Linked DNA regions of Mus musculus: all the other regions are linked to region 7. Evidence: chromatin contacts called from public ChIA-PET and promoter capture Hi-C data. All regions are on one chromosome and are shown on one strand. The core of a region is the stretch at or near the end of the contact, and the rest is flanking DNA. Distances in the headings are between cores, read along the strand shown. Region 1 overlaps Ascc1 (activating signal cointegrator 1 complex subunit 1). Region 2 holds the start of Chst3 (carbohydrate sulfotransferase 3). Region 3 holds the start of Psap (prosaposin). Region 4 has its middle 17 kb from the start of Psap. Region 5 holds the start of Spock2 (sparc/osteonectin, cwcv and kazal-like domains proteoglycan 2). Region 6 overlaps Ascc1 (activating signal cointegrator 1 complex subunit 1). Region 7 holds the start of P4ha1 (procollagen-proline, 2-oxoglutarate 4-dioxygenase (proline 4-hydroxylase), alpha 1 polypeptide).

What was found. Promoter capture Hi-C pulls out the DNA fragments that hold promoters and counts their contacts. ChIA-PET counts read pairs in DNA pulled down with a chosen protein or histone mark. Capture Hi-C pulls out chosen DNA fragments and counts their contacts.
Region 1: an RNA polymerase II ChIA-PET map of memory CD8 T cells shows a contact between it and region 7, with 22 read pairs. The contact joins the enhancer-like site here to the promoter of P4ha1 in region 7. A contact is called at or near these places in 5 of 39 promoter capture datasets (the C10 cell line, embryonic stem cells, hippocampal neurons and 2 more), 2 of 115 datasets of contacts at active chromatin or transcription factors (astrocytes and memory CD8 T cells) and 1 of 9 other capture datasets (liver).
Region 2: a contact with region 7 is called in a promoter capture Hi-C map of pre-B cells, with 4 times the contacts expected there. The contact joins the promoter of Chst3 here to the promoter of P4ha1 in region 7. A contact is called at or near these places in 2 of 39 promoter capture datasets (the C10 cell line and pre-B cells), 2 of 115 datasets of contacts at active chromatin or transcription factors (extraembryonic endoderm stem cells and large pre-B cells) and 1 of 9 other capture datasets (liver).
Region 3: a contact with region 7 is called in a promoter capture Hi-C map of adipose tissue, with 2.5 times the contacts expected there. The contact joins the promoter of Psap here to the promoter of P4ha1 in region 7. A contact is called at or near these places in 5 of 39 promoter capture datasets (cranial neural crest, hippocampal neurons, liver and 2 more), 1 of 484 Hi-C or Micro-C datasets (the HPC-7 cell line), 2 of 115 datasets of contacts at active chromatin or transcription factors (large pre-B cells and pancreatic cancer cells) and 2 of 9 other capture datasets (adipose tissue and liver).
Region 4: a contact with region 7 is called in a promoter capture Hi-C map of pre-B cells, with 2.4 times the contacts expected there. The contact joins the enhancer-like site here to the promoter of P4ha1 in region 7. A contact is called at or near these places in 1 of 39 promoter capture datasets (pre-B cells), 1 of 484 Hi-C or Micro-C datasets (the HPC-7 cell line) and 1 of 115 datasets of contacts at active chromatin or transcription factors (pro-B cells).
Region 5: a promoter capture Hi-C map of hippocampal neurons shows a contact between it and region 7, with 4 times the contacts expected there. The contact joins the promoter of Spock2 here to the promoter of P4ha1 in region 7. A contact is called at or near these places in 3 of 39 promoter capture datasets (cranial neural crest, frontonasal cranial neural crest and hippocampal neurons) and 2 of 115 datasets of contacts at active chromatin or transcription factors (embryonic forebrain and memory CD8 T cells).
Region 6: a contact with region 7 is called in an RNA polymerase II ChIA-PET map of memory CD8 T cells, with 12 read pairs. The contact joins the enhancer-like site here to the promoter of P4ha1 in region 7. A contact is called at or near these places in 5 of 39 promoter capture datasets (HPC-7-derived erythroid cells, embryonic stem cells, hippocampal neurons and 2 more), 2 of 115 datasets of contacts at active chromatin or transcription factors (memory CD8 T cells and regulatory T cells) and 1 of 9 other capture datasets (embryonic stem cells).

Annotation. Positions count from the first base shown.
Region 1 is chr10:60,027,025-60,029,903 of GRCm38.p6, forward strand. All of the region lies in intron 5 of Ascc1 (activating signal cointegrator 1 complex subunit 1), which reads left to right. Among named protein-coding and RNA genes, the nearest start is that of Anapc16, 25 kb to the left of the region's middle. Within about 2 kb of position 1,372, at least 113 of the 459 cell types and tissues checked have an H3K27ac peak or open chromatin away from gene starts, as enhancers often do. A contact at or near this core is called in embryonic stem cells, hippocampal neurons and memory CD8 T cells, where this site is marked.
Region 2 is chr10:60,217,911-60,220,610 of GRCm38.p6, forward strand. Chst3 (carbohydrate sulfotransferase 3) reads right to left here and starts at 1,350. Exons shown (of 4, transcript NM_016803.3): 1 at 994-1,350.
Region 3 is chr10:60,276,030-60,278,914 of GRCm38.p6, forward strand. It overlaps Psap (prosaposin), which reads left to right and starts at 1,599. Exons shown (of 15, transcript NM_011179.3): 1 at 1,599-1,753. The coding sequence starts at 1,714.
Region 4 is chr10:60,258,966-60,261,822 of GRCm38.p6, forward strand. No RefSeq gene overlaps it. Among named protein-coding and RNA genes, the nearest start is that of Psap, 17 kb to the right of the region's middle. Within about 2 kb of position 1,341, at least 89 of the 459 cell types and tissues checked have an H3K27ac peak or open chromatin away from gene starts, as enhancers often do. A contact at or near this core is called in pre-B cells and pro-B cells, where this site is marked.
Region 5 is chr10:60,104,825-60,107,524 of GRCm38.p6, forward strand. Spock2 (sparc/osteonectin, cwcv and kazal-like domains proteoglycan 2) reads left to right here and starts at 1,433. Exons shown (of 11, transcript NM_052994.2): 1 at 1,433-1,832. The coding sequence starts at 1,644. It overlaps Gm51801 (a long non-coding RNA gene), which reads right to left. Exons shown (of 3, transcript XR_003949003.1): 3 at 2,536-2,700.
Region 6 is chr10:60,079,091-60,081,790 of GRCm38.p6, forward strand. All of the region lies in intron 9 of Ascc1 (activating signal cointegrator 1 complex subunit 1), which reads left to right. Among named protein-coding and RNA genes, the nearest start is that of Spock2, 26 kb to the right of the region's middle. Within about 2 kb of position 1,426, at least 131 of the 459 cell types and tissues checked have an H3K27ac peak or open chromatin away from gene starts, as enhancers often do. A contact at or near this core is called in memory CD8 T cells, pre-B cells and regulatory T cells, where this site is marked.
Region 7 is chr10:59,321,651-59,324,545 of GRCm38.p6, forward strand. It overlaps P4ha1 (procollagen-proline, 2-oxoglutarate 4-dioxygenase (proline 4-hydroxylase), alpha 1 polypeptide), which reads left to right and starts at 1,646. Exons shown (of 15, transcript NM_001316371.1): 1 at 1,646-1,826.

The DNA.
Region 1 (2,879 bases), core at 122-2,621, 710 kb after region 7:
GGGACACAGTGGTGTCAGGTTCCTGCTGAGGGGCAGGGAGTGCTGTTCAGTGGTGGAGTGCTTCCCCAGTGTCCAGTGTTCTGAGACTCTGGGTTCCGTGCCTAGCTTTGCTGAAAGGGGGCACGGGAGTGGGAGAATCAGAGTAGAAGCTGAGCTACCTCGGTCCAGTTTGGTTGGATAGTCACTGAGGTCAGAGTCATCAGGGTCCGCCTTTGAGACCCACTTTTGTTGGAAGCAGTGCTCACTAATGCACTAATGCTTATAAGCTGCTTTGGGAGGCACATTAAGCTTTGAGGAACATAAGCTTGTCGCCACGGCTCTCACAGAACCGAAGTGCGTCCCTCCTTTAGGAAGGGAGAGGCTCTTCTCTTTAGTGGCTGGAAACTTAAGCACTGTATGGTGAAGCTCTTTTCTCTGGTACATGATGGCTGATTCTTGACTGTTCTGTCTTACTAAGAACCTCTCTACTTTCTGAATAGAGAGAATTTATAAGCCAGAAGAATCAGTTTATATAGCTCAACAAAGTATTCATTAATAACACATAGAGGCTCTCAGAGGAAGTCGGTTTTCCTAAACATTTTAAAGGAATAATGAAAATGACTCAGCAGAGCCTAATTTAGTTCCCAGTCCTGCTAGCACGGGGACTGTAGAGTGGTTTGTGTAAACCTAGGCATGTAAAAAGCAGGAGGAAGCCCTGCTGCTGTGTGCCAGAGACCTCATTAAATTTCATTCAGTCTCCTGAATGGCCTGAGACAGAGGTGTTTCACAGATGCTGAGCTGAGAGCAGCTAGGTGTGTCTGGTTACAGAGCCAAACACTCAGCACTCTGCCTTATTTGAATAACTTCCTATGCTGATGAAGTTTACATCATTTGCCTGAAGTGCTTTGTTGGAGCTTTGCCATAAAATAATAAATATAATGAGCAAGAAGGCAGGCCCTTATGTTTATTTCCTTTCTGTTTGCACAGGGTCCCAGGAAGTGAGTTGGTGAGTCTGTCACAAAGGCCTATCTATTTTCTTAGCAGGTCCTTCCGTATTCATGGGCTTTGTGTGAATGATGCATAGGACCTTTGACTTAGAGGTAAGGTAGGCGATCTCTCTTCTTTCATGGAAGAGGAAGCTGAAGCTGAGAAACATGAAATGATTTGTCTAGCCACAGTGGGCTGGTAACAGTGGAATTAGAGCCTGGGACAGTAATGCCAAGTAAGGCTCAAGCTTTCATAACTCCTGGACCTGCTAAAAGATGACAGACGTGTATATAATTGATGATTATTTTTGTCCCTGCTAGTCAGCATCTACTGTCAAGGCAGAGCACAGTGATCAGATTCTTCTAAGCTCGTTTCTTAGTCATTGCACAGTGAGCACGGCCTTGTAGGCCTGGGAGCTTCCTGTCTGCTTGCAGGCACGCCCACAGGCAGGTGCACCCGTGCAAGCTCCCCTCTGCTCGGCTCTTGCTCTTGAGTGGTAAGGAAGCAGAAGGAGTGCTCCATGGTGGAGCATTCACTGTCTGGGCCTCTCCCCCAAGCTTGTCAGTGCTAGAGGTACATCGCCAGCATTTCCTGGGGTGCCAGACCAGACATGAGATGGGCCTGAGGGTGTGATGCTGTCCACCTTAGCTGCTGGGGTACTGAGGCAGAAGGATGGCAGGTGCAGGCCCTCGCTGGGCTATCTATGGAGTAAAAGGATGGCTTGAATAACTTAGTGAGATTCTGTCTCAACATAAAGAAGGGCCAGGATGTAGCTCAGTGGTAGCATGCTTGCCTAGCATGTGAGAAGCTGTAAGTTCGGTTCCTAGGATAGAAAAGAAGCTCAAATCAGAGCAAGCCCGAGGTGATGATGTGGTTGCCAGTGGTAGGCCACAAGCAGCAGCTTGGTGCAGAGTTAAGGCCGTACACTGGGGGCTCTGAACTCTGGCTTGGGCTTCAACGCACTTCTCTGATGGAGGCTGCTTTGGATTTGTTTTGAGACCCTACTTAACGTGTAAAGAAGCAGAACCTCGGAGATGTGACTTTGCCATAAGGAAGCATGCTTATTTTCATCCAGACAGAGCTGCCCGGGAACCTCCTGTTACTTCCTGCTTGCCTCTCCTGGGTGGAAGGTCAATAGCATTAGAATTTTCAGGCGCCAGCCTGGGTGGCCAACCTAATGGAGCAGAACAGTTCCAGCTCCAAATAATGGCAGACTTGGAGCAGGGCCCAGTGTAATTAAACCCTGGGGTAAAGAACTTGATGTTGGTCTTGATGCGTTTCCATGAGCAGGCTTGAGGTAGGAGTCTCTATTCCGAGCAAAGGGGAACAATGGCCCTGGAGACTTAGACCACTGTCTTAGAGATCGTTTGGTCTTATATTAAATTTAGACCATGCTAGAAGAGATATGGTTGGCTTATTTTTATGTTTATTTTGGTGGTGGCAGTATTAGGCAGGGTAAAATTTAGTGTTTCTCTACTTATTAAAAGATTTCCCAGTAAGGTTACTTATGAATTTCCAGTAGAGCTAAAGACCGGATAACCTCATGACTCAAAACCTCCTAAAGACTTGAGGTTATGTGACCTTGAGCGGCTCCTTTGTTCTGTGCTCTGTTGTGCATTTAGTTTCTCAGTATTCAGTGTTTCCCTGGCAATCGAACTCAAGCAGATAAAGGTGATAGCCTTGCAAAGGGTATGGTAAGGTGGATTAGCTGGCTTCCTGTGATTGTGACAAAACCCTTGACAGAAACAGTATAGCCAGGTGTGGTGGTGCACGCCTTTAATCCCAGCACTTGGGAGGCAGAGGCAGGCGGATTTCTGAGTTCAAGGCCAGCCTGGTCTACAAAGTGAGTTCCAGGACAGCCAGGGCTATACAGAGAAACACTGTCTCAAAAAAACCAAAAAAAAAAAAAAAAA
Region 2 (2,700 bases), core at 100-2,599, 900 kb after region 7:
TTCTCTCCAAGAAGATCAATGCCAATTCAGCCGAGGCTCACTGGGCTCCGCTTGAGGCAAGTCCATAATTCACTACCGGTGCCCTCAATCACCAGACAGCTAAGACTGGGTGCCCAGCACTGCACTAGCCCCAAGATCCTTAGGACATGCAGGACACTACGAATCAGAAACCAAGCAGACATTCTGGTACAAGACAGGCCAACAAGCCTGGTTTCATCCTGACTTTAGTCTCAGCTCAATCCACGGCCCCATTTATATGGCCCCGAGCTGAGATCCCCTATGGAAGTTCCTCTGAGGAAGCACATCCGCCAGGGTCTCAGCTTCCTTGCAACGCCCTGTCACGAACACCACGCAGATTGTCAGGCGCAGCACCAGCACACAGCCTTTTCCTTACAGCTTAAAGACCCCAGTCCAGAAGAACTTTAAAAGTTTCCAAATCACTGGCTCTGGTCTCCCCCATCTACCTCCGGAAGGGCTGCGCATACCCAGGCACATCATCTAGACGCCGAGTTTCCACACCAAATCCGCCCTTGCTAGCCCGGGACAAGTGACTTCAACGATTGCTTCTTTCTCCCCGTTCCTGGGCCTCAGTGGGTCTCAGGCACCGCTTCCCAAAGCCCGGGCAGCTAGTAGTCCCCTGCTATGGAGTTTGGGGGCTCCATTTCAATGGTGGGTGGAGCTGCGGGACCAGCAAAGAACCCAAGCTGGTTTAAAAGTTCCCAACCCTGGAGGCTCCTAGAAGCAGGAGTTGCACTTGGGAGTATGCAGGACGTTCGGCGTGAAGATGCCTCACTTGTGGTTTGTGCGGTGACCTGGCTGTGGGTACATGGCAGATGAGAATTTGGCAGCGTGGGGTTTTCCCCGCGCAGGGAACTCCCCGCCCGCCCTCCGCCGGTCCCCTTCTCCTCCAAAAGTTTGGCGCGCGCTCTGGGATGCGGTCGGTGACCGCCTGGGGCCCAGGAGGCGGTGCCGGGACGCGGGCGCCCCACTTACCCCGGTCGAGCCTCCTCCTCCCGGCGGGCGGATCCGACACTCCGGAGGTCGGCGTCCAGCCCCGGCAGCATCCGCCCCCAACTGCGCTCTCGGCTCAGAAAATGCTGGGGCTGCGCTCCCCACGGCGCCCACTCTGCGTCCTCGGCTAGTGCGGGGAGGGAGGCGCGGCCGGGCTGGTCCCCTCGCTGGGCGGGAAGCGGCGCCAGGCGGGCGGTGTCCTAGCTGCAGGCGAACGATCGGTCCTACCCACGACTCCGATCCCGCTAGCGACCGGAGGCGGCCTCCTGAGCCGGCAGCTGCAACTTTGGGAGCCCCGCGCCTCTCCTCCAGACTCCCCACCTCACTCCACACGCGCACCCGGCAACTTGGGGACGCTCGGTGAAGTTGGCGCGGCCGCCCACCCGGCCTCTCGAAGAGGATGGAGGAGGCGGAGGACTCAGGGAGGAGGGAGGAGCCGGGAGGAAGGGCAGCAGCCCCCCCTATCCCCCCTGGGAGCCTCGCTCTCCTCGACCCCTCCGTGGGCCTTTGTTCCCGACTTAGCTGCGTCCCGGGGGACTCGCCAGGGCTGCTCCATCCCTACCCTTGAGGACGAGGCTGGGAGGAGCTTCCAGCCCCAAGGAAGAGAGTTCAGGGGCACGGCTTCAAGGAGAGTTGTCCAGCTTGAGCCCCCCCCCCCCATGCTGCTGCCCACCCTGAACATGAGGACCTTCCTGTCCCTCTGAGGATGCTTCCTGGAATTTTGAAAAGCCACCGTCCTCCTTCCCTGGGCAGCCACAGGTTGCAGAAGTGTTCTTGGTGCTTTCTCACAGAGCCCCCAGGACAAGATGTGGAAAGGGTTCTCACCAAGAAGCTCAGAGGGAGCTGGACCCCCTTGGCATTAGCTTAAGACCCCTTTGGACTGCTGGCACTCCTGAGGTGGAGGTCATGTCACTTCTGAGTGATGATGAGTGGTAAGTATTGCTGGGTCTGTAAAAGGGCCAGCTTCGCCAAGACTGCTGTAAAGGGCCCAGTGTTGGACAGCAAGCCAAACTTCAGGTTATAAGTTCCAGTCCTGGTGATGTACACGATTCTTTGAGGTCTCCCAGTCCAGCTTTCTTTTCCAGGACTCTAGCTAACTTCAGGCCTGAGACGGCCCTCCTGACGTTTCTTGGGCTTTTGTAAGGTTTAGACAAAATAAGCAATTGTCTATAAAGGAGAAGTGAGAAAATATAAAAAAGGAAACATACACATCTGTCCTTGGCCCCGCTCTGTCATGCTGAACATTTATATCAGCGGAAGACATTAACAGACTCAGGTAGCAGATACAAAGCTGGACAGAATGGGCAGTGAGACCCAGGTGGCTCCAAGACCTCCTCTCAGGTCCCTAATTAGAAGGTTGGTAGGAATCTGCTAACCTGTTGTCTAGCAGGGGCCTGATGGAAGTGTGGTCGTGCCCTGCACTATGATGTGAGACCCGCAGCTAGCTTTCAGCAGAAAACCCTCACTGGCTGCCTGTGTTCTGTAGCCTATTAGGGGAAACCAGAACTGGAGTTGTGATACACCTCAGGGCACACAAAGACCAAAAGTTAGACCTGTGTCAGGCTGAGAATAGAGCCTAGTGGATAGAAAGCTTGGCTTCAGTTCTCCAGCACCACATAAATTTGGGTGTGGTGATGCATACTTGCAATCCCAGAACGTGGGAGGTGGAGGTGGGAGGATCGGAATTTC
Region 3 (2,885 bases), core at 349-2,848, 950 kb after region 7:
GTCTTTATCTTCCATCCGTCACGAGTCTATTACACAGCATCTGTTCTTTCTCCAAGCAACACAAGTTGCCTAAAATACATTTTTATTGTTTTTTTTTTCCTCTTTTTTTTCTGCTTACACACTCAGACTTCCATTCTCCCTGCCTTCTCACCAACACTGATTCAGAGACCTCTGAGTCTATCTTGCAGTCTGCAGTTCCCAAGATCACAAATAAAGGCGTCTCTCGTTTGCCGTTTTCTGAGTTTGTATTGATTGACAACTGCAGAATGGCAGCCTGTGAATTTGAATCCTGAGTGTAAAGATGTAGGCAAATCTGTAACCTGTTTGTGCTTGAGTCTCATCTGTTAGCACGGCACGAATCACAATAAATGGGGGCTGGAGATGCCACTCAGTTGGTAGAGTCATTGCCCGACATGAGTTGAAGGCCTGGGTTTGGTTCCTAGAACCAAACAGAACATGTATGGTAGCACAGGCAGGCAGATCAGGATTTGGAAGTGACTGAAGTTCGAGGACTGCCTGAGATACACGAATCCTCAGCTGCACAGCCAGTTGTCAGCCTCTTTGGGCTACAGGAAACCCTGTCTTAAAAAACTAACCACTAGCCGGGCGTGGTGGCCCACGCCTTTAATCCCAGCAGGCAGACAGATTTCTGAGTTCGAGGCCAGCCTAGTCTACAAAGTGAGTTCCAGGACAGCCAGGGCTATACAGAGAAACCCTGTCTCGAAAAACCAAAACAAACAAACAAACAAACGAACAAAAAAACTAACCAAAAAAACTAATCACCGCCAGGCGTGGTGGCACACACCTTTAATCCCAGCAGCACTCGGGAGGCAGAATCAGGCAGATTTCTGAGTTCGAGACCAGCCTGGTCTACAAAGTGAGTTCCAGGACAGCCAGGGCTACACAGAGAAACCCTGTCTCGAAAAACCAAAAACCAAACCAAACCAAACCAACCAACCAACCAAACAAAAAACCCCTAACTACCACTGTACAAGGGTCAGGCAGAAGAATTACATGTTCAGAGACTTTCTGGGGAATTTGGTGACACCCTCTTTCAAAAATAAAGTAAGGAGTGAGCTGGGAGGGTGGGGGGAATGGTGGTGTGCAGCTTGGAGGTACAACACTTGATATCAAGTATAATGCCTTGGGTTCAATACCGGCGACTGCAAACAAAAATCCCTGCTCCCGCCCCCCAACCCCCAACCATTCTCCAAGGGGTTGAGGCAGAAGGTTGAGAGTTCCAGGTCTGCTGCGACACTGAATTGTCGACCAGCAAGGCCATAGTGACTCGGCATCTCAAAAACAAATAGTAATACTTAAAAGATGCTGGGGCTCAGGGGTGGGGTGGGGTGGGGGAGCACAAGATGCAGTTCAGGGCTTGGTACCAGCCCTGGGCTGGATTCCTCACATTGCAAAGGTAAAGAGAGGCGTTAGATACCGTTCGGCGCCTGACCTTGATTTAATCACCAGATATGGTTTTCTTTTATTACCACCACCCGCGCCTTCCCGCCACCTTCCCTGGGCGTTTTCAGCCTGCTCCTCTTCGCACCCTCCCTCCCCGCAGGCGCGCTGCGCGACGCTGAGTCAAGCTGCGCCCAGTTTGGGCGGGGCCCGCGCCTGCGCACTGGCGTCTGCGGCGAGGTTGGGGGGTAGATTTATATTCGTCTGGTCAGCTGACGTTCTGCATTGCAGCCTGCGAAGTGAAGCGGCGCCATGTACGCCCTCGCCCTCTTCGCCAGCCTTCTGGCCACCGGTGAGCTTAGAAGGGTCCCCTGGTCTGGTAGAGAAGAACGCTATAGCGTCCCCTGGGTCCCGGGAACCGGGCAGTCCTGCGGTACCGGCCTCGCCCTCCGCTCGCTTCCCGGGGCGCGCTTAGGCAGGCCTCGCTGTGCGCAGGCGCAGATCGGGGCTGGTGGCGGAGGGGGACCTGTTCCAGATTCTCTGCACTGGGGGACCACTGGGAGGTGGGAGAGACGTCTTGTCCTGTGTGTGCAGGCCTTGTGCAAGGCCTTGCGGGTGACTGCGGTTCTCCCTGGGATGGAGGTTGGGAGAGGTCACTCGATGACCTCTTCCGTCGCTGTGTTGACTCTATCCTGGTGTAGGTGATAGACATGGCCTTGAAGCCCCATCCTGCAGGTCAGGTCGGCCCGTGACCTCTGTCCCAGACTGCACTCGTATGGGAGTTGCAGGAAGCGTCTTTGTGTCTGCCCCGGGCCGGGGGGTGATTTTTTTGGCTTCTGTGTGAACTCAGGAGCGTAGTAGGTCTTGGAGGGAATTGTGTAGTCCCGATTGCATTGGAACTCTTAATTTTTTTGTTTGATCTGGCAAAGCCATTGGCCAGCCTTTATTTTATAGCAAGTGTTTCTAAAATGATTTTTCTTAAAAGCACTGCAGGTTGGCAAGGCAGCGCCAGGGGACTCACACTTGGAAGGCATAGGTAGGAGGATTTTGAATTTGAGGTCAGCCTGTGCTACACAGAAAGCTCAAGGCTAGTCTGGACTGTGTATGAGATTTTTTTTTTTTTTTTTTTTGTGCAAGAAAAATGAAAAGAAACGCACTTGGTCCTGCTTGCTCTGTGTCATACATAACTCGTGAGTTCTGATTCACCCACACCACCAAAACCAGACTTCTTTTTCTCTCTCTCTGTAGTATGGGCCATTGAACTTGGATCGTAACACACGGTAAACGAACATCCTCTACTGAGTCACACTATACCCCTTACCTGTTTCCTTGGAAAAATTATTTCTAATACACATGTAGTTCATTTGACTGCCAGTCTAGTTAACTGGGTTCCTTCTTCCTTCTTAGGTAGATGGGAGGACCCTGATGGCCTTGGTCTAAAACTCCAGGCTCTGTGCCTCACGTCAAGGTCATACTGAAGAATG
Region 4 (2,857 bases), core at 91-2,590, 940 kb after region 7:
CATTATATTATATAACATTTTATATATAATATATCAATATTATATTACATATAATATAAAGGATTATAAATAATTTAAATTAAAAATTTGCCTTATGTGTATGAGTGGTTTTCATGCATGTATGCCTGTGTATTATGTGTATGTTTGGTGCCCACAGAGGCCAGAGGAGGGCATCAGATCTCTTAGAACTGAGTTACAGACAACTGTGGCCTACCATGTGGGTACTGAGACTTGAACCTAAGTTCTTTGGAAGAGCAGCCAGGGCTCTTAACTAGCCATTGAGCCATCCCTCCTGCCTGCGGACAAAAAGAACAGATTCCAGCATATGCCTGTCTGGCATTTTGAATGAAGATGGCCCCCACAGACTCATAAGGAATGGCGTTTTTGGAAGGGTGGCCTTGTTGGAGAAAGTGTGTCACTTAGGGGTGGGCTTTGGGTTTCAGGTTTGACAAACAAATCTTTTTTAATATTTCAAATGTGTGCATCCCTGAAAATACTGTCACGTATGAGCATTGCCTGACCAAATGTGTGTATTTCTCATCTGTTCTCTGAAAGATCAGGGTTCTGATGGCCCTTTGGTTGCAAGCAGGAGGTTTTTCACAGGGGCATCCATCCACTGCAGAGCCAGGTGGGCGAGGTGTCTCTCCTGTGTGCAGCAAGAGGACACAGGCAGAGGGAGATGGGACATGTGAAGTTTCTGTGCATTCCGGGGTATCACCTTCATCTTAGTCCCACAATCCCAGGCCAGGGAGGAGGCCAGGAGGTCACGTGCTCATTGTTTTGAGAGAGAGACAGATGATGGCTGTCTCTAGGGGAGGTCATGAAGTGGAGACATGAATATCTATCTGCCTTCTCCCTGTTTTCTGCAGCCTGGTACACTTCTTGAGAAAAGGGACTGCCCCCAGCCGGGTGTCAAAACGAAGGCTCAGGAACTGTTGCAAGGTCCAACACTACCAGTAAGCATTGAATGACTCTCACCAGCCACCTCACCTCTCTGGCGTTCCTTAGTCCAGTAAGATAAAGCTAGCCTAGCCTCACTTAGCTCTTACAGGGCTGTGATGGTGTGAGGAGGGCTTAGAAAGGGGTCAAGTGGTTGCCAAAGAGAATCACAGCTAGCCTCTGCCTGTGCCCTGCTCTTGTCTGCCTCTGTCCCTGCTCCTGCCTCTGCCTCTGCCTCTGCCCCTACCCCTGCCCCTGCCCCTGCCTCTGCCCTTGCCGTAGCCTATGTCTCCCTGTCTCAGAATCCCAGATGCACAGAGGACTGAGAAGGCTCCTTGGAGGTGGCTCTTGGTTGATTAGCATGGTGCTGCCCTTGGCGCTGTTTGAGCTTCCCACAGCCCACTTGTGAACGTTTCCTTATTTGGTAATGGTGCTGAGCTAGACGCCAAGTGGCTCAATATACAGGGCAAAAGAAACCCTTCTCACTCACATGAGACACCTCTGTCCTCAGTTTCCTTATGGGGCTATGGATAATTCCAGGCCAACATCTCAAGGTCTCATGGGGAAGACACAGACCCACTATGTATCTGGAACCTTATCATGTGCAGGGCATGCATAGGGTAGGAAACCTTTTTAGCAAGCCTCCGATCTGTGTGCCATTTCTGTATGTGGGGGATAGGCATATAGAGTAAAGGGGGTCACCTACGTCGTCCACTGCATGCTGGGGGGCAGGGCACTGAACTTAAACCCTGGTCCTAGTGGCTGTTGGAGTTGCCCATGCCCATGTATAGAAGGGCAATGGTCCGGGACAGTCTTACCCTGGTAGTTTTGGTTCCTCTTTCCTGGGTCACACTGGCCCTGTGCTCTTCTCCCATGCCCACCCCCAGAGCAACAGTTTCACAAGGCTGTGACTTGGCTCTTACATACCAAGGGTGAGGCCACAGCTTCTCTGTGTTCACTCACCCACCAAGATGATGCCCAGGGCTATTAGTGGGTGTGGTGAAGGAGTCCCTAGTCCCTCTCAAAAGCATTCTGGGGAAAAAGGTGAGTTTCAGGGACCCACTCTCAGGCTGGACATGTGGCTCAGTTGGTAGAGTGGTTGCCTCGTATGCATGAAGCCATAGTTTCACCCTCAGCATGGTAAAAATGAGGTCTGATAGCACATGCCTGTGACCCCAGCATTTCATGTGACTGTAGCATTTCATCATGTGACCCCAGAATGCCTTGTGACCCCAGCATTCCTTGTGACCCCGGCATTTCATGTGACCCCAGAATTTCATGTGACCCTAGCATTTGAGAAATAGAGACAAGAGGATTAAGAATGCAAGGTTACATTCTGAGTTTGAGGCCAGCCTGGGCTAGAAGAGACCCTGTCTAGGGAAAAAAGAAGGAAGGGAGGACGGGGAGAGGGAGGGCTAGCCTCCCCTTCTCACACCAGGTGCCCCCTGCACACACCTGGTCTCCTAAGGCCACAGAAGGCAAGATGCGTGTCGGGGCACTTGAGAGAGAGAGAGAGAGAGAGAGAGAGAGAGAGAGAGAGAGAGAGAGAGAGAGAGAGAGAGAGAGAGCTATCAGGTGAGCAGTCTTTCTCCACCCCCACCCCTCCAGGAGCCCCCACCTGCCTTCCAAAATTAAGCCTTTTCTAGAAACACACGTTGCTCCCTGTCCAGGGCAAAGGTGGCGCAGGAGAGCTCCTGCCCAGCCAATCGTCCTAGCCCCGGCTCTGAGAACAAAGCTTTCTCTTTCTTCCCCAAACCTCCTCGGGACTCTGAGATTAAAGAGAATTGCAGGCTTATGCTTTAAGCTTATTATCACCAGGGCAAAAGACTGATCAGGGAAAAAACTGTCCACAGTGCCAGGGACTTAGAATTTGCTCCAAGTTTAGCCTGGATGACCCTGGAGAAGCCTGGCATCTTCT
Region 5 (2,700 bases), core at 183-2,682, 780 kb after region 7:
AAGTTTCATAGCCATCGCATGCTATATATGTGTGGCGTTAGAATGACACTCTATATGGAAGTTGGGATCCTCAGTCCCCTCCAGTCCGTATGAGAAGGACTCCACTGTGAAGCTCCCTGGTACCGCCTGGAGGGCTCTGCATCCATTGTGAGATGCAGATGTCAGTATCTGGAGCTTGCAGCAGCACCACAGGAAGGGAAACTATTGTTTTGTGTTTTCCCAGGGGTCCCCACCCAGCCCAGGCTACTGAGGCACCCAACACTCAGGAGGCATGCCAGGCCCTGGATGACTGTAACCCTCACAACCTGTGTTTTTTCCTATTGATTAAGATCATGTTCTTTCATTGCCTTTAATTTTTATTTTATTTTATTTTATTTTATTTTAACATCACAGCAGCCAAGTCTTTTATAAAAACACAATCTAGGGCTTGGGGCCCAAAAGTTTAATATGGTTTGCCCTTTTCGTAGTCTTCATTTTATTTGTAATGTAAATTTCAGTTCTGTTCTGATCCTGGGTCTGTGCCCAGCTGCCAGCCTTCCCAGCTGGTAAGGCAGCACAGGTCTATAGGCAATGACAAGGGTCACAGTTTTAACAAGAACCTAACAGCCTCCAACAGAACCCGCCTCCTCCCGCCTTGTCTCCTTCCCCAGTGCATCATCAAACTCAACATGAAGTCAAAGTCACAAGCAAATGGCTGGGCCCATTTAGATTTGCAGACTCAAGGCAGATGAGATGGCTAGACACGCATGTGTCTTTTAGGGTTGCCCTAGGAAAAGCTAACAAAAGGGTGACAGCCCCTAAACATCTGCTTGCGGAAGAGGAGGACATCTGCCCATGTTTCACCAGCCATTCAGGGTTGGGGCCATGCGTTGAAAAGAGCGGCGGGCCAGGGGGAGCAATAGTTCAGAGGCAGCCAGTTGTTAGACCGCCTTTGTCTTAAGGAAGCCACCCATTACCGAAGCGCCATAACTCGCGGGGAGCCAGCTGTCAGAGCGGTGGCACAGGCCACTCGGGGGTGTGGGGTGTGGGGTGGGAGGAGGCCAAGGGAGAAGAAACTGTCTGTGGCCAGATTCCCTTTTAGACACCTGAGCCCAGCTGACTTGGTAACCCGAGAGTTTTCATCCTCTTTCCAGCCCTATGAAAGACCCCGGAGCCCTTCTTTGCTGTCCACCCTTAGATAGACAGCAGGGACATCTCAGGGTTCTGCTTCCCTGGCTTGCAACTCCTTGAGAGCTGGACTGACTTGCGCAGCCCTGCGCTGCGGCTTGGCTGGCTTGGCTGCTCTGATCCAGCGCTCTGCTTTGAAATCTACCCCCTCCTTTTTTTTTTTTTTTTTTTTTTTTTTTAACCAGGTATGATGATGTCAAACGTGATGCTGATGCTACAGTTACAGACACAGCCCCCGCTGGCGCAGCCTCTCTGAATCTCTCTCCCTCTCCGCGTCCAGCGCTGGGCTTTTTCAGACAAGTGCATCTGCTAACCAGGTCACATTTCAGCCACGACCCACCCTCCGTCAGTCACTGGAGTCAGACAGCAGGAGGAGGGCTGAGGAGGACCGCAGCGCTTCGCCAGTGGCGCGGTGGAGGGAAGGACATCAAATCCTGCTGAAGTCCAGACCCCCCCAGGTCCAAGCCCAGACCACGATGCGCGCTCCAGGCTCCGGGCGGCTGGCTCTGCCGCTGCTGCTCCTCGCCGTGGTCGCCTTGGCTGAAGGCGACGCCAAGGGGCTCAAGGAGGGCGAGACCCCCGGCAATTTCATGGAGGACGAGCAATGGCTGTCGTCCATCTCGCAGTACAGCGGCAAGATTAAGCACTGGAACCGCTTCCGAGACGTGAGCGGCGGGGCGCGGAGGGCCGGGCCGGGCGCGGGTTGTGGGTGGGGAGGCCGGGAGCAGAGACCCCGCGCGCTGGGAGCCACCGCCGCGTGTCGGAGCCGGAGCCTCTCGGGCCTGCCAGGCTAACTACGCCAAGTGTAAACAACACCGAGAGTCCCAGCCCCGAGCCCCTCCGGTGTTCCCGTGGCCACCAGCTTTGGGACCTTCAGTTCCCGCAGCCTCCCGGAGTGTCCTAGACGAGAACATGCTCTAGGGGCGCACGCTCGCGACGGGGTCTGCCTTGTGGCGTGGCGCGGAGCAGGGGTGCGGGATGTGGGGACCCGGGCCCTGGCTGCTGCTGGGCCCCGCCTGTCCCCCCACCCCCACCTCCTTGCCATCGGTCCCCGGGCTAGGCCCCTGCCGGGTGAATGCTGCAGACTGCACACACTGCTCTTGGCAGAGGGAGCGGATCTGGGTGGGGCCGGCAGGAAAGGTAGCGGCCGCAAGGGTGTCCTCCGACCCCTCCTTGGGCTTCGGAAGAAGGGGACAGAAGGCTCAAGGACTGAGCGGTGGCCAGGGCGTTGAGTTTGGGGAAGGGTTCCCCCAACCTCCAAGAGATGGTGGAAGGCGTGTCCATAATGGGGCGCGCGGGGGGGGGGGTGCACAGTGAAAATGCCCGAGGCGCTCTCCTCTCTCTCTCTCAGGGTGGTCGCCAGAGCCAGGCCAGGTAGGCTGGTTTTCCTGGACCAAGCTCGGCGGTGAAGCAAGGGGACCCCATCCTTGGTCCGGTGGGCATGAGAAGCAGAAGCGAGAGCCCCCAGGAGCTGGTTTGGGGTCCCTGGCAGAAGCCCGCCGCAAGCCGACTTAACCTTGGGCAAAGCTTTGC
Region 6 (2,700 bases), core at 176-2,675, 760 kb after region 7:
GCAGGCATGCCTAGGGATCTGTTCTTTGTTTTGTGTGTTACTCACTGAAGATATGAGTCAAGTGTTGGTTCTGTTTAGATCTATTGTAGTTATTGTGTGTGCCTGTGCATATGTGTGCCTTTTCTGTGTGTGTATATATGTGTGTGTGTGTGAGAGAGAGAGTGTGTGTGTGTGTATGTGTGTGCACGCGCGTATGTGCCCATGCCATGAGTTACTGATGCCCATGGAGGCCAGATCCCCTGGAGCTAGAGTTACAGATTTACAGATCATTATGAGCTACTATGTGGGTGCTGGGAACCAAAACTGGGTCCATTGTAAGAGCAGAAAGTAATTTTAACATTTTTTTGAAACTGGTCTTTTACTAAACCTAGAGTTCACCAGTTTGCTAGGCTGACTGACTATGGGCCCCAGGGATCCACCTGTTTACAGTAGTCTACAGCATAGACCAGTGCATGTCAGCGTTTACCTGTAATCACAGTGCTGGGGGTGAGGAGACAGAGGGATCCCTCACACTCTCTGGCTGGACAGACAGAACAGCAGGTTCCAGGCTCAGTGAGAACAGGCTTACAAAATAAAGCAGAGAGACTGGAGAGGTGGCTCAGCGGTTAAGAGCACTGACTGCTTTTCCAAAGGTCCTGAGTTCAATTCCCAGCACCCACATGGTGGCTCACAACCATCTGTAATGGGATCTCATGCCCTCTTCTGGTGTGTCTGGAGACAGTGTACTCATATGCATAAAATAAATAAATAAGTCAAGAAAAAAAGCAGGAAGTAATAAAGAGATAGATACCTAGTGTTGACATCTGGACTCCATATGAGTGTGCCCTGCAAGCCTAAGTGCATACCCAGCACACACACACACACACACACACACACACACACGGCTCCTGACTGAAGGAAAGCGCTGTGGGTAGGCACCCTTGTGGTACTTGTGTGTGATTATTGCTCTAAGAGTTAGGGAATTGGCATAAGAACAAGTGAAGTCTGTAGTGCTGTGAAGTGGTGATTGCTCTGAAAAGGACAAATTTCCATCCATGAAATCATTTTAGAGTCACGGCAGAGCATTATTGTCAAAAATTAAAAGCTAGGGAGAAAGCTGTCTGGCTAGAAATCCAGCAGAATTTCAATGACTGTTTTTTAGATTGTTATGGCTTTCAACTCTCAAGGCATGCTTGGGCATGATAATGCTTTCTCCTCCAAAAAGCCTTTTGCTTGTTTGAGTCTGGCCACGCCTTCACAGAGGGAAGGTGGCTGGCTGAGCAGGACCATGGGGACATAAGTGGGTGTCACAATGTGTACAGCTCTGGTGACAGTACTGAAGGTGTGTGTCCTGTAGCTCTGGCTGAGGGTGCAGTCTTGTCTAATGAGGTGACAATAACGGAGTTGATAGCATGTGGCAGTCCGCCTTCTAGCTTGCAAGAGTTGTTCCTAGCTCAGCTATTATTTGGACAGCTATTGTTTGTGCATATGTAGACACCCTGTTGCCTGAGGACATCTGATCTGCTCTCACTTTTGAATCCCATCCCCATGTGCTTCTCCCCTCCCCACTGGCCTCCCCATCCCCCATGCCCTTTTTCTCCACTTGTTACTTTGACACAGCCAACAGTCAGGGCTTGGATGCCCAACCTCGATAAAGCCCCAGAGTTGCTTAGGTCTTCCTGTGAGACAAGATGTAGGGCTTTGCTTCTGCTGACCCGTACTTCCTCCCTGTGAACCTTCTCCTGGCCGTTGAGTACTGTTATGAGCACTGTCTGCGGGAAGGTGACCAGACAGGAAATAGAAAGGAGAGTGGTCGCAAAGCTTAATGAGCACTGGTTCTTCCCATGGCAGCTCTTTGCAGAAACATCCCTGGGTCAGCTCTGAGACAGCAGCTACCCTCAGAGCTGCATTACAGGCTTAGGGGCCGAGGAGGCTCTCAGCCAAGCAGCCGCCAGACAGTTTACTGTGGTAAAACAGTAATAGCCATGCCTCGAGGTAGGATTTTCTGGGGAAGAAACTTGGCAACAGATCGAGCTGCCATCGGCCCGTCTCAGATGCCAGCTCTCGAATGGTACCATGTGCGGCCTGCATGGAGGTCAGGCACAAGCTTTCCAGCCCTGTCAGCACAACCTCCTGGCTCCACCACCTCCGCCCCCTGCTCCGTGTTTTTTTCTTGCTAGTTTTCAAAATGGAAAGGCTCTGCAGGGAGGGGAAGTCCCTTAGCATTTTGCATATTGAGGTGCTCAGCAGAACTGCCTGGCATCCTGTTTGTATATATCGGTTTTAATTCACTCTCTAATAGGTCATTTGGTCTTAACAGCAGTCTTAAACTTGATAATACTTGCATCAGCAGCGAGTTGTGGGCCAGCCGTCCAAAAGTGCAACCCCAAGTGATTACTTGCAGAAGGTTTTATAGCCTCCCTAGGAGAGGCCACGCTGTAAGCAGACCTTGCACACTCCAGCAGAGACTTGCAGGTGGCTGGGGAGGAAGTCCCTTTCCTCTTAGTGCAAGGAAAGCCATCCTTGTCAGAAGGGACTCCAGCTCTGTCCGATGGCGTCAAGGACTTCAGTATTGTGAGTGGAAGAACCAGAAGTAGGAGTGCCCTGTTGACAGGGTGAGGAGCTGTAGCTGGCCCTGATGTGCGTGCGCGCGCGCACACACACACACACACACACACACACACACACAGCCTGAGGAGCTGTAGCTAGCCCTGATGTGCA
Region 7 (2,895 bases), core at 396-2,895:
ATTTTTATATGGGTCATATCTGGCAGGATTTACTGTAGTGAGAGGTTAAAAAAATATATAAAATAGCTTTATTTGTGCATTTTAAAACAACTATATTACAAGTTAGCAGAAAAACATTTTTAATAAAAACATCTTAAGAGTATTAGTGGGGTGGCTGTGTGGTTTTTTGCTTTTTTTGTTTTTCTTCTGTAAATTCTCTTACTAGTGGCCTGGTTGGGATATGCCTCACACTTAAACCATGACAAAGGAGCAGAAGTCTCTGGAAAATCCAACTGTGTTGTCATTATAGCAAAAGAATCGAAATCGTCCTACAAAAACATTTTTGGCTCTACTGCTCCTGACTAGACCCACAGAGCCACACTTTTAGAAACCATTGCTTTCAGACGCCTGAAGCTCTTTGTCTCTCTGTCCCAGATAAGTGCCAATCAGTTCCATACTTTAGCAAGCAAGGAAAACTTTACAGTTTTAAACGAGTAACAAATGTTAGAAAAGTCTTTCTTTCCCTGACAGGAAGTAAATTATCTCTGGCATTGTCCTTATTGCCAGTAACTAAGGTTCTCTTCTTTTAGATCAAGACTAAACTCAAACACAGTTCGTGCCTTATATAGTGTGCTCAGTAGTATTTTTTTAAAGATTTAATTTTATTCATTTTAACTATACGTATGTGTCTTGTGTGGTTAAATACCGGTGTTCTTGGAAGCCCAGAGTTGTTGATCTGCCCGACCTGGGGTTTCAGGATGTTGTGAGCCACCACCCAGCACGGTGCTGGGAACTGAAATCTTAGCTGTGTGTGCCACATCTCCAGACTTACTGTTGTTGATGCTTGTTTCTGTGCTGGTTTGTTTGAGGCTAGGTAATAAAGTCTAAGGCCTTTTTTTTCCATGTTAGGTAAATGCTCAAAACCCAACATCCTGGTACACCCCCTCCCCAGCCCCATTATATGTTTCCATGCTCTTCCTGAATCCTAGGCATGTGCTAAGTAAGTGCTTTTTCATTCATTGTCTCATTGTTTCTCACAGCAAGCCTAGGGCCTAGGGAACAGATAATATTGTATTCCTTCTTTGCAGATGTAGCACCCAAGATACAGGGAAGTTAAAATCTAACTTTATACAGAGTGGGTTAGGATTTAACCTCAGATGACACTCAATTGTCATCTATTATTCACCCATAAAGTATGCGGGTGGGAGATTAAGCGAAATCCTCGTGTTCAAAAGTGTAAAAAAGACGCTTATTAAAGCAAAAACCCCTGTGGGCCAAGCCAGCCCCGACAGTCACCCCGGATACACCGTCTTGTTTCCCACTCCACACCTCCACTTTATTTCCTAAATTCTTATAAACTTCTCCTAATTTTGCACAACTGTCCTTCCTGATGGCTTCGATGGCTCTGAGACCCGCCGCTGACCCTGAAATGAAGGCGCTAAATCCTACAGGAACCCGGGCGGGGGTGGTGGTGGAAGCCCCATGGTAACCACGGGAACGGTGGCGTGGCAGGAGCTCTGCGCAGGCGCACTGCGTCCTCGCGTGGGCCAGCCTAGGCTTGGAACACCCCGGGCCTGGGCGACTCCCGGGTGGGTGGGAGGCTCGCCGCAAGCGCCTGCGCAGTGGCGCGGGAGCTGGTGTGACAGAGCGCACGTAGCGAGGGCTGCGGCCGCCCCCTCTCCGGCGCGCCGGCGCGGCAGGGGAATATAAAAGGGACGCCTGGCTCCCTCTACTGCCCAGTCGCACTGCCAGCAGGCTGAGGGCGGCAGGGAGCTAGCTAGCGGGGACTGCAGGCGACAGGACTGACCCGAGCCGAGCTGTCGCCTTCCTCCCGGCCCGCTATCCAGGTGAGGCGCTCCTCCGATCTTGGAGACGGATGCGGGGTCCCCGCGGGCAGCCGGGGTCCCTTCGCTCTGGAGTGGGGCTCAGCCCTTCTCACAGCCGCCCCCGGGTCTCCCCGAGAGGACCCGGCCCCGCACCCCCGAAGTCAGGCCGCCCCGGCGCTCTCCCAGCTTCCCTCGCCGTCCCCCCACCCCCGTCCTGCCTCTGGCCGGAGCGGCAGCAGCGGCTTGCGCCCCGCCCCAGCACTAGGACCTTCTTGAATGTTCCATCCCGGGCAGCCAGCCTCCCTGATGACTTGTGCAGCGGTACCTCGTCCGCCCCACTAAGCCGGGGGAAGGCGAGGGCGGACGGGCGGGGGTCTGGGCCGCCCGAGCCGCAGATGGTTAGCATGTGGCAGTGGAGAAAGCAGGCAGCGCTTGCAGCCGGGGGCTGAGTCTCTCCGTTTCGATCGCTCTTCTTCTCTTTTTCCTTTTCACTTTTGGAAAGTAAAGCTGGGAAGTGGGACCTACTCAGAAGTTAGGACTGAACTTGTCTGTTGCGCTTCTCGGCGTTGTCTCAGCAAGTAGACATAGCCCGGGGCGCCGAGTTTAGCTGAGAAGTTGCTGTCATTCACAGTTGGGGAAGCTGGCTTCTTCCTTCCTCTTCATCCCAGTGAATCACTTAAGGACACACGCGTCTGTCTCTGTATTTCTCTCTCCCTCTGCTCCTTCTTTCCTCCTGGTTTCCAATCTTGCCCACCTCCTCTGGTTCAGCTCACCCTGATGATCCCCTTTCCCTTTTCGTCTTTCACGCTCCCCTCCTCTTGCAGGGTCAACAAGTCAGTCCATTTTGGCCAAACCTTCTATGGTTGTGTGAGACTTTTAAACTGAATTTTGTGATTGACCCCAGATGGATGTTCAGTGTGGGGAAGGATGGTACGGTTAAATACGAGGTTGTTTCTCCTAGAGAGTGGGAATTTGGTACAAAGGCAGGCTTTCGGACTTAACATCTTCAGCTGACCATCCAAAATGAGGACTCTTGGGGTATTGCACCGTGGTTTATAGGGAAGAGCCTCCACAGAAAGGGATAGACAAG